Regions from separate parts of the Mus musculus genome. Here regions 1 and 3 are each linked to region 2. The links are chromatin contacts, called in public Micro-C maps. All regions are on one chromosome and are shown on one strand. Each heading gives the region's core, a stretch centred on a gene start, on an enhancer-like site or on the middle of the called end of the contact. The rest is flanking DNA. Distances are from core to core; before and after follow the strand shown.

The links. Hi-C and Micro-C count contacts between places; a contact is called where the count stands out from the background.
Region 1: a contact with region 2 is called in a Micro-C map of embryonic stem cells, with 1.9 times the contacts expected there. The contact joins the promoter of St6galnac2 here to the promoter of Mgat5b in region 2. A contact is called at or near these places in 1 of 484 Hi-C or Micro-C datasets (embryonic stem cells) and 1 of 115 datasets of contacts at active chromatin or transcription factors (pancreatic cancer cells).
Region 3: a Micro-C map of embryonic stem cells shows a contact between it and region 2, with 5 times the contacts expected there. The contact joins the promoter of Sec14l1 here to the promoter of Mgat5b in region 2. A contact is called at or near these places in 2 of 39 promoter capture datasets (embryonic stem cells and hippocampal neurons), 1 of 484 Hi-C or Micro-C datasets (embryonic stem cells) and 1 of 115 datasets of contacts at active chromatin or transcription factors (embryonic stem cells).

What each region holds. Positions count from the first base shown.
Region 1 is chr11:116,692,937-116,696,211 of GRCm38.p6, forward strand. It overlaps St6galnac2 (ST6 (alpha-N-acetyl-neuraminyl-2,3-beta-galactosyl-1,3)-N-acetylgalactosaminide alpha-2,6-sialyltransferase 2), which reads right to left and starts at 1,724. Exons shown (of 9, transcript NM_009180.3): 1 at 1,501-1,724. The coding sequence starts at 1,622.
Region 2 is chr11:116,917,609-116,920,635 of GRCm38.p6, forward strand. It overlaps Mgat5b (mannoside acetylglucosaminyltransferase 5, isoenzyme B), which reads left to right and starts at 1,255. Exons shown (of 18, transcript NM_172948.3): 1 at 1,255-1,935. The coding sequence starts at 1,868.
Region 3 is chr11:117,113,911-117,117,151 of GRCm38.p6, forward strand. It overlaps Sec14l1 (SEC14-like lipid binding 1), which reads left to right and starts at 1,258. Exons shown (of 16, transcript NM_001166506.2): 1 at 1,258-1,441.

The DNA of each region.
Region 1 (3,275 bases), core at 474-2,973, 220 kb before region 2:
TAGCAGATGTTGTCAGGGGTTGTTGTCTTAGTTTTAGTACTGGGTACCAAACCCCAAGACTTCATCCATGGAAGGCAAACACTCTACCAACTGAACTATATCCCCAGCCCTCAAATCAGATTTTGAAAGGAAGAAAGTTCTCCTGAGAAGGAAAAAGGTTTTGCCAGATGCACTAGGGAGACACCTTGGGGCTTTTACCCCTTTCACAAAGAACTACAGTCAACTTCAGAACACTGAGAGCGGCAGAGGCAGTCTTCCACAGGAGAGGGCACGCCAGCTGGCTATCCAATACCAAGTGGTCAGCCCTGAAAGCATATGTACAAACTACATTATACAGACTGAGCAGGCTATATTTAGGAATATATATGTATATATATATATATATATATATACACACACATATATATACACACATACATACATATATGTGTGTGTATGTATATGTGTATATATTATGTATTCACATATACATATATGCATTATATATGTGTGTATATACATATATGTACATATATACATATGCATGTAACAACAATTAAAAATTTAAAAGGGGGCCAGCAATTTGAAACATCAAGGAGGAGTATATAGGAGACTTCAGAGGGAGGAAAAGAAAAGGGGCTACCAAGTACTTATGACCTCAAAAATAAAAGAAATAATAGCGATATTGTTTAAAAAGGAAAAGCTCTGATGAGGTGTGATCCAACTGTAACCGACCTCCCGTGTGAAGTCATGTTAGGCCCTTTCTAGGATGTTGCCAGCCTCAGCGCTGCCAGCTAAGGGGACCAGACTCAGTGGTTTGTTATTTTGCGACTGATGTGTGTCCTTCAGCCAGACACTAGATACCCACTTGTTCTCATCCCATCAAGGCTTGCTCAGGAGTGTGCAGAAGCTGCGTGCTGCGCTGTGCGTTTTTCCGGACCCCCTCGCCCAAGCCCAGATTCTAGGTATGGCTTAGGTCACCTCCCCGAAATAAAGCTAAACCCTCTCGAGGCTCCTTCAGTGAGCCAGGTGGAGGCTCAAAACAAGTTCTGTGTGTTTCCAGACGGAGTTTGCATTTCCCCAGGGCCATGCCCAGATGGAGCTTATCAAGCTAACTACTCAAACAAATAATAGATCCAGGTAAAAGGGAGCCAGGTGCAGGTAGGCCTGAGCTCAGAGTCCAGAGTGAGGAGTGAGCCAAGCAGTAGGAGACTGGCCACCTGAAGAGAAGGACAAAGTTGAAAAACAGGGGACTTGAGTCCCCACCCTAAAAGTGGATCCAGGAAGAAAGTGGCAACAGGGAGCTTCCCAATTAGGCCTGGACGGAATTCACCAAAAACGCCAGGGTCGCCAGCGTGCTCCGGACCGAGCAAAGGCCCCAGGGTCCGGGAGGCAGCCTGAGATTAAGGCGGCAAAAGGCGCGTCGCCGCTTCGAGTCGCTCCAGGGTGTCCGCGGGCGTCCGGAGAGCTGGGAGCGCACGCCCTCCCCGCGCCCTGGGCGCAGCGCCCCGCAGCGCTTACCTGGCGGGAACCTGGGTCTCAGGGGACTGCTGCCCCGCCGAGGAGTACAGCATGAGGAGGATCCCAGAGCTGGTGGCAACGAGCAACAACATCCGAAAGAGCCAGCGGCGCGGGAGGTCCATGTGAGCCTGGCCGGGGTGCGCCCCGTCTGCCGCCCTGCTCACCGAGCCCCCGGCCGGAGAGGACCGTCCCAGTGGGACCCGCGGAGGCGGCGGCCCTGCTCTGCCCCGCCCTGCCCAGGGCGGGCTGCCGCGCGCCTCCGGGTCCTGCAGCTCCCCCCTGTGTCCTCGCCAGGCCTTAGGTCGCAGCAACTCCAGAGACTGAGCGTCTCTAAGGCCGTCGTGCAGCTGCGGATGGCTGGAGCCGCGAGCGCTGTTCCAGGGCTGTCCCCGGGGGACTTCGATGGCGGCTACCCCTGAGGCTGCTCTCCAACGAGAGCCACACCCCGGATGTACCTATTCCAGAGTCGGGCAGGGATGTACGGTTCTCACCGTCCAGGGCAAGCATGTGCAGTGAAGGGTGGGAAGGGCACGAGGAGACAAGGCTGTCTGCTGCCCTGATTGAGCACTGTGCGCTTAGGGATGTCCACCCCAGGTTTCTGGACCAGAAGCCGGTGGCTGGCAGCTGTGAAACAATCTGGCCGGCTCCCTCACAAGGACCGAGGACTTGATGGGTTAAGGCTCTTGTACCTTATGTACTTGCAGAAGAGTATATTCAAATAATGGAAGGAAACCCCTTAGCTTGGATTTGGGGTTAAAGGTGGAGGGTTCAGGTAGGGAGCCGCCGGCCGTGGGGTGCACTAAGGGGCTTAGGTTGTCATCTGTTTATTTGGTGACTACCCATTGAGATGGAGGACGTCACGCAGGGAGCCCGCGGTGATGGTTGTTACCTCTCTGTTTGGCAACACGCAGAAAAGCCAGGCCTCTCCATGCGCTGCTCAGACTTGGCCTGAGAGGCGGAGAGACTGGGAGAGGTGGAGCATCAACATCGCCCGGGGCTGGGGAAACTGGCCTGCTCTTTGGAAGCAGAGCCCTTTCTGTCTGTGAGCCATCGGTGGTGTGTTCTTCAGTATAGTCTGGGAGAGTGGACCTCGGCTCCCCAAGCTTTAATCTGGTCTGATAGCTGAGAAAATTGGGGTTCACGAATTGGTATCTGCCCAGTGTCAGACCCTGGGTCTGTGGATAAGAGCAGCTTCTTCAGTCTGCGACCCAGTCTTGTGTGGGCCAGGACGGAGTCCCTGGAGTGTAGCCAATCAAATCAATCCTGCCCTTTGTTCCCGAGCTGAAAGTGTCGTGGTGCTAATGGCCACAGCTAAGAATTTGTGCTTTCACGTTTTGTTTTATTCTCCATGTCCATACACTTGTTGATGTGCAGGCACACGTAATTTGTAGAAGATCTCGTTCTCTCCTTCTACCAAGTTTGTCCCAGGAATTGAACTCGGGACCTTGGGCTTTATCTGCTGAGCCATTTTGATGGCCCCTGATTTCCAGTTTTTCCTTTCAATCTTTGCGCTCTTCCTTTGTCAAAATTGCTGTTACTTAACCCTGTACAGTTTCTTCCCTTCCTGGGGATGCTCGCTCTCTCCTCCTCCGTGGGAGTTGCCCCCCATCCATGTTAATGATGTAGGTCTATGTTTTTTTTTTTTTTACAGTGTCCCATAGCAACACTTCCTGGACCAAAGCATCCTCACTCCTCCCATCCAGTCTGTCCTGACACCTCAGGTTTCTCAGGAGCTTATGCTCTCCAGGTCATAATTTGTGCTGCTGTCTCAGCAG
Region 2 (3,027 bases), core at 5-2,504:
CCCGCCTTCAGGTTCCTGCCTTGTGTTTCTGCCCTGACTTCCCTTCATGATTGACTGCCAGGGGAAAGTGTTAGCCAAGCATAGCCTCTCTTCCCAAGTTGCTTTTGGTCAGGATATTTATCTCGGCAACAGAAACCTAATTAGGACACCCGTGTTTTCTTCCATCTTAACCTGGTTCCATCCAAGCACCCTGGCATCCCCAGGCCCTTTGCAGCTTTCTCTGCCTCCCTTGAGCCTTTCCTTACCAGCGGTGACTGCTTTGTCTGCTTCTCCACCAGCGTTCACCTGTTACCTAGTTGCCTTACTCCCGCCAACGAGAAAACAGGCGATAAATTGGTGTTGGCGAATTGATGTGTTCGCTCGCTCGCTAGGTAGCACATTTGCATTGAGCAAGGGCAGTCTGACCGTGCCTCAGTGAAAGAGTGACGGATGGAGGAGGGAAATTCGGGCACTCCAGCCAGCTGGCTAAGGAAATGTCTGAGGGCGATGGGGTCTCTGCTGGGCCTCTAAATCATGCATCTTGTCTGGGTGCCTCCAGCTGCCACAAGCCTGGGTGATAATTTCATTCCTGGCTGTCAAGACCAAACTCACATCAACTCTAAGTGAGGAAGTGACAGGACAGTACACACACACACACACACACACACACACACACACGCAGGGATGGTGTGCGCAGGGCTCAACAATGCTAAAATTTAAGCCTGTGGGTTTGGGAATTGACTTTAAAGAGCCTTGGTGAGCTTTTTGGTCATTAGTTGTATACTAGAAAGCCCGTTAACTCAGTGATTGAGAGGGTCCAAGGCTAGACCTCAGGCATACAGCTGACGGCTCCTGGCATGAATGCCACAGCCCCAGTTTATTATAGGCAAGTGAGAAGTGGGAGGACTCGGGGAGTTTCTCAGGGTGGGTGGGTGTTGCCGAGAGAATCAGCGGGTGAGAAGCCATAGGTACGGAAGCTCTTGGGGGTGGTAGTGGTGGCTCGTGCTCTGCAGGAGAGACAAGGGTCCCCTCTCCGCGCCCCATCTCCCCTGCGCGATGCAGTTACCGGAGCAGCCTCGGCTCTCCGGTCTGCTGGATGCCCTAGGAAGTTGCATGGTCCAGGGAGGGGCGCAGAGCCATGGCTCCCGCGCTCGCGTCCCCCTCCTCCTCGCACAGCCCGGGGAGGGAGCGCAGCGAGACTGCGGCCACCAGATGGCGCTCAGGCGCCGAGGAAACGCGAGGCCGCTCCCGGGCCGCCTCCTCAGAGGGAACAATGCGGCGCCTCGGGTTGTAGCGCCGCGCGGGAGCCCGGAGCCCGGAGCGCGGGTGGCCGAGCGACCGAGCGGGCGAGCGGGCGGGCGAGGACGAAGGCAGGCGAGCGCGCAGCCGTTCCTTCCCAAAGCCATGGGCGCGGCGCTGCGCGCGGCTGCAGAGCGGCGCGGCCGGAAGGTGCGGGGGGCCGGGGTGCGGGCCTGGGGCCGCCTCTAGCCGGCTCTGAGGGCGCGGGCCCCGGGAATGAGGGCGCCCGCCGCGGGAAGCCCGTTTGCGCGCCGCGGCGCCGTCCCGCCCAGCCAGCGAGCCTAGCAGGCAGACGCGCGGCCGGCGATCTGGGGGCGCGCCGCCTCGCCTTCCCCAAAATGTGAATCGGGGAGGGCGGAGACGCAGAGAGCGCCCGGCCCCAAGCTCTCGCCGAACCCCTGCCCTGCGCGCCCAGGCCGCGCCGTGCCCCGCGCGGGGCTGCAGAGCCACCGTGCCCCGCGCTCCCTCGGTGCTGCGACCCCCCGGCTTCGGCCCGCAGCGGCTTCGTGGTTCCCGAGGCGGTCAGAGCCGGGCCCAGGACGGTGCGTCCGGCCTCGCCCCCGGCTTCTCGCCCAGACAAGTTTGAACAATGATCACAGTCAACCCAGATGGGAAGATAATGGTCAGAAGATGCCTGGTCACCCTGAGACCCTTTCGGTAAAGTTCTCTACTGGTTGGCGCAGGGAGGTCAAGACCTCCCCAAGGGGACTCATGGTGGAGCTGGGCGAGGTCGGTCCCCTCAGGGGGTGCGAGTTCGGGTGGCAAAGGAGGTTCGCGAGTCTATTCTCGATGAGGGCCATGGGGATGGGAAGACGGAATTAGATAGGGTTGGGGTATGTGTGTGTGTGGGGGGGTGCGGGTCTGGATCTTTCTTGAGTTGACCAAGATTGGAACGATATCAGGTATAGAGAGGTGAGCATGGAGTCAGAAAACACCAAGATCAAGGTCCTGGGCTCCAAAGTGGCCCCAGCCAGCAAGTCCCTTTCCTGCCCCTTGCGGTCTTTTTCATCTCTTGTCGGTCCTATCTGAGCTGCGAAGTTACTGTGGGGTGCCTAGGAAGCACCCCTGGTGTCCCGCCTGTCTCCTAGGTCGGCCCGCCCATCCTCTGCCTAGTTCATCCCCCTTCCTCTCCCCCTCCCTCCCCCTGCATCTCACTCATCTTCCTGGTGGGGGACAAACCTGGGTCTGACAGGAACGTCCCCAAGATTGGGGCAAGGACCCCCTTCTGCTAGGGATTCACTCCCAATCGCGGATCTCCAACAGACTAGATAGGCATAGCAGGTGCATGGAACACCTCCCTCCCTCCCTCCCTCCCTCCCTCCCTCCCTCCCTCCCTTCCCGTGGACAGTCCTGGCCAGGCAGGGGTGCAGTTTGTGAGAGACTCGCTAAGACCTGTTGGTCCAAGAAGGGACCCCACTTCCTTCCCCCAGACTCCAGCAGAGCTAGGCCCCGAGGCCAGACTAGGGGAGAGGGTGTCTGGGAGGCCTGAAGTACTGCCTTGTTTGGCAGCTGGGCTTCAGAAGACACAGAGGGAGAGATGGGCACCGTTGTGGGGGTGGGACTCGGGACTAGGCCACAGGTGGAGTCCGATCATAAACCTTAAGGCAGGTGCTGGCTTTTCTCCCAGGTTCTGGGTTGATCCCCGGTACCTCCAGACAACCTCCTGTACCCAGCTGGGTTGGGGCTGAGGTGATGTGGCCCACCTGCCTCTTGCCATCAGCATGCTGGGCCAGTTCTGTGGGGGCTGAG
Region 3 (3,241 bases), core at 8-2,507, 200 kb after region 2:
CCATTCACTCCTACCAGGAGCTCATGTTTGTCTTTCTTTCTTTCTTTCTTTCTTTCTTTCTTTCTTTCTTCCTTTCTCTCTCTCTCTCTCTCTCTCTCTCTCTCTCTCTCTCTCTCTCTCCCTTTCTTTCTGATACAGGGTTTCTCCGCGTAGCCCCTGGCTGTCCTGGAACTCACTCTGTAGACCAGCCTGGCCTCGAACTCAGAAATCTGCCTGCCTCAGCCTCCCAAGTGCTGGGATTAAAGGCACCACTGCCCAGCTCCCACAGCATCTTTTAAAGGTGAATGTGATCCCTACACGTGGACATAAGTCATCAGCAGCCTGAGTAGCGCGGGTAGCAGTGCTGGAAAATGACGGTTTGAGTTGGAAATAAAGTGTGATCGAGCAATGAATGATATGTTTGTGTGGTGGGTAAACAGGTCCTGAAGGAAATTCCCAAACTCTTGTGTGCAAGTACAGCCATCCGGGGTGACTAATGTGAACGGAACAACAGTGACACTGATGGAGAAATTGTGTGTTGCTTCTAAAACTAGCTTTTCTGTGTGGGTGGATGCGCCAGGTGTCCGCTTATTGTCACCCGCCCGTCTTCAGGACCCCTAAATGTCTCCGTGTGTGGCTCTTAAATTTTAAAGTTGGAGACGCTGAAACGCAAGGCACACCTAGCACCCCACTTGAGGTCCCTCCCCTTAGAGCCATCCCACAGCCAGACATTCCCCAACCATCTGGACGTGTTGACAAGGGTGCTTGGGTTACACCCATCTCCTCCCCACCCTGTTCGCTCCATCACCATTACTAGGCCAGAATGCAATCAGACACTATAGCAGTGCAGGAAAAAAAAGAGGAAGCCCACGAGGAAGCACAGACGGCGCAAGCGCGCAGCATTCAAGCTGGAGGGCCGGCTTAGCTGACATTCCGTAGAGGTCCCAGTTCCCGCTCCGGCTGGAGTGCGCATTTGAATCTTTTCTGGGGTCTGTGGCTGCTAACTGCGAAGCCTCGCCCGCCGCCACGGCCCTTCCCCCTTCCCACTGACGCCAAGAGAAGGAGCCTCTGGGGCTCGCTCCGAGTCCTGGCAGACCAAGTCCTGAGCCCCTCCTACGCACGCGCAGATCTGTAACTCGCGCCGGCGCAGTACGGCCCTTAGCCAGCCCGGCGGCCGCCCCTCCCCCTCCCTAGCAACCGCCTCCTGCTCCTTCCCCCGCCCCCTCGGCCTGGTGTGCGCACGCGCGCCTCTTCCGGGCTGGCCCCTCCCTCCCCGTCACCCGTAACAACCACTCGAGCCCTCGCCGCGCCCCTCGGCCCTCCCGCCCCGGCCCCTGTCCCCGGAACCGGCGGTCGAGCGGCGGCAGCCGAGCCTGTGGCACGGCTCTCTCTTCGGGGAGCCGCCGGCATGAACGCATCCCGCCACCGCGCCGCGTCCCCGACCCGGTCCTTCTGACAAGAGGTAAGCTCGCGTCGTCGTGGAGGGTAGGAGCGCGCCCGGGTGTCAGTCCCTGGCAGGGTCCCTCTGCTGCGACGGCCCGGGGCGCTCGCCATCTCGGAGACTGCGGAGCCAGCCGGGTCCCTCCGCCGCCGCCGCCCCCTCCGTCCAGCCCCGGCCTGCAGGGAGGCGCTCCCCCGGGGCCGACCCTGGGCTGATTTTCAAATACCAATTATCATGCAACAGAGGCAGCCCCGGCCTCCTGTGCCATTTGGCGGTGGTCACTCCGGATGCCCGCGCAGGGCGTGGATCTGGACCAGACCTCCCCAAGCCAAGATCTGGCCCAAGTTCAGGGAGCTGGCGAGCAAGCTGGTCCTTCAGTGTAGTCACTTGGTTAAGAGTTTCTTAATAAAGGCATCACGCAGTGCTTGCATCTTCTCTCCTACCCGTCAGCACCCGGTAATCATCCTCCTTTTATTTGAGAGATACCCGAAAACTAATTTTCTCAATTAAAAAAATATAAACGATTCTTAGTCTCCCCTCCGCGCACCGGCGTTGTAAGGTTTACGAGAGTGAATGGAACGCGGTCTCTGCGCTCCAGGACGCGTCAGCGCCTGAATCGAGATTAATGAAGGCTTGAGTTTGGAGAACCGAGGAGTCTGGTTTGAGAGCTGGGAGTGTAAGATCGTCTCACACAGATGGAATCAGGAAAGGCGAACGGCATGCTTGAGGTCACCCAGAGTTATTAGCCATTGTAGTTTTCCAACTGTTGGAAGGTGGTTTTCCAACGTAACCTGCTCCTTCCGAGTGCTATGCCAAGCAAACATACCAGAGAAAGTTCCAGACCTGTTTAAAGCAATGTAAACATTGTAGAAGTGCAGCTCTAGATAGCAATCCTCTGAAGTCTATCAGCGTAGGGGTTTTTTGTTTGCTTTTTTAAACACCTGTAATTTGGGATACCGAGATACTGGGTTTTGAACTTTTGAATGTCTTTTGACTGTATCTAGGTAAAATAACATCCTTATTGATTGAGCCCCAGTGGGACTACTGGGCTCACTGGACTTTCTTTCCTTTTTATATTTCTGTTTGTTTTTCTCCTCCTTTAAGTAGGTGAGCAAAAGGTTCTAGATGACTCTGAACACACAAGGGTGTTTGCCCAGAAAGCCGCCCTTGCCAGCACCCGAGTGATTCTGTATGCAAAGCAAGGTTCCTTGACCTCAGACTTGAGCATGTAATTGATTGCCTTGCGGTTCTCGGGTTCTCGGCTTCAGGAGGCTGGAGGGTTTTGGAACCCCTTAGCTGGAGCTGGGCAGCCTCCCTGCTGTTTGTAGACAGTCTCTGAAATCGGAGCGAGCAATTAGAAAACAGGAAACAACAAAGTTCCCTTTGAAGCCAGCACTTAAGGAGTATCCCATTATTTAAGAAGACAGTAAGGGTCGCTTGCTCCAGCTTTTTGTGTCATCCCCAGAACGGTTGCCATAACATGTTACATTTTTAGTTGGCTTCTTGTAGACATTGTTCAAGAGAACACCACTGAATCCTGGGACTTCATGGCTGCTGAAGACTAGATCTCCTGACCTAAGCCAGAGACTCTGCCCATACAGGGGGCAGAGGGCCTCCCAGGTGGCCCCTCCTTCCATGTGGGCCATCTTTGCTTGTTACTAACACCCTGATGCTTCCCCGTCAGACCGTTTCAGCGAATCCTCTTTCGTTTTCGTGTATGTTTGGAAATATGACCTGTGGTGGTCTCTAGGATGTGGCGGTACGAGAATCCAGACTCACTTTTCTTTCCTGTAATGTGGTTATTTATTACACGTATTTATG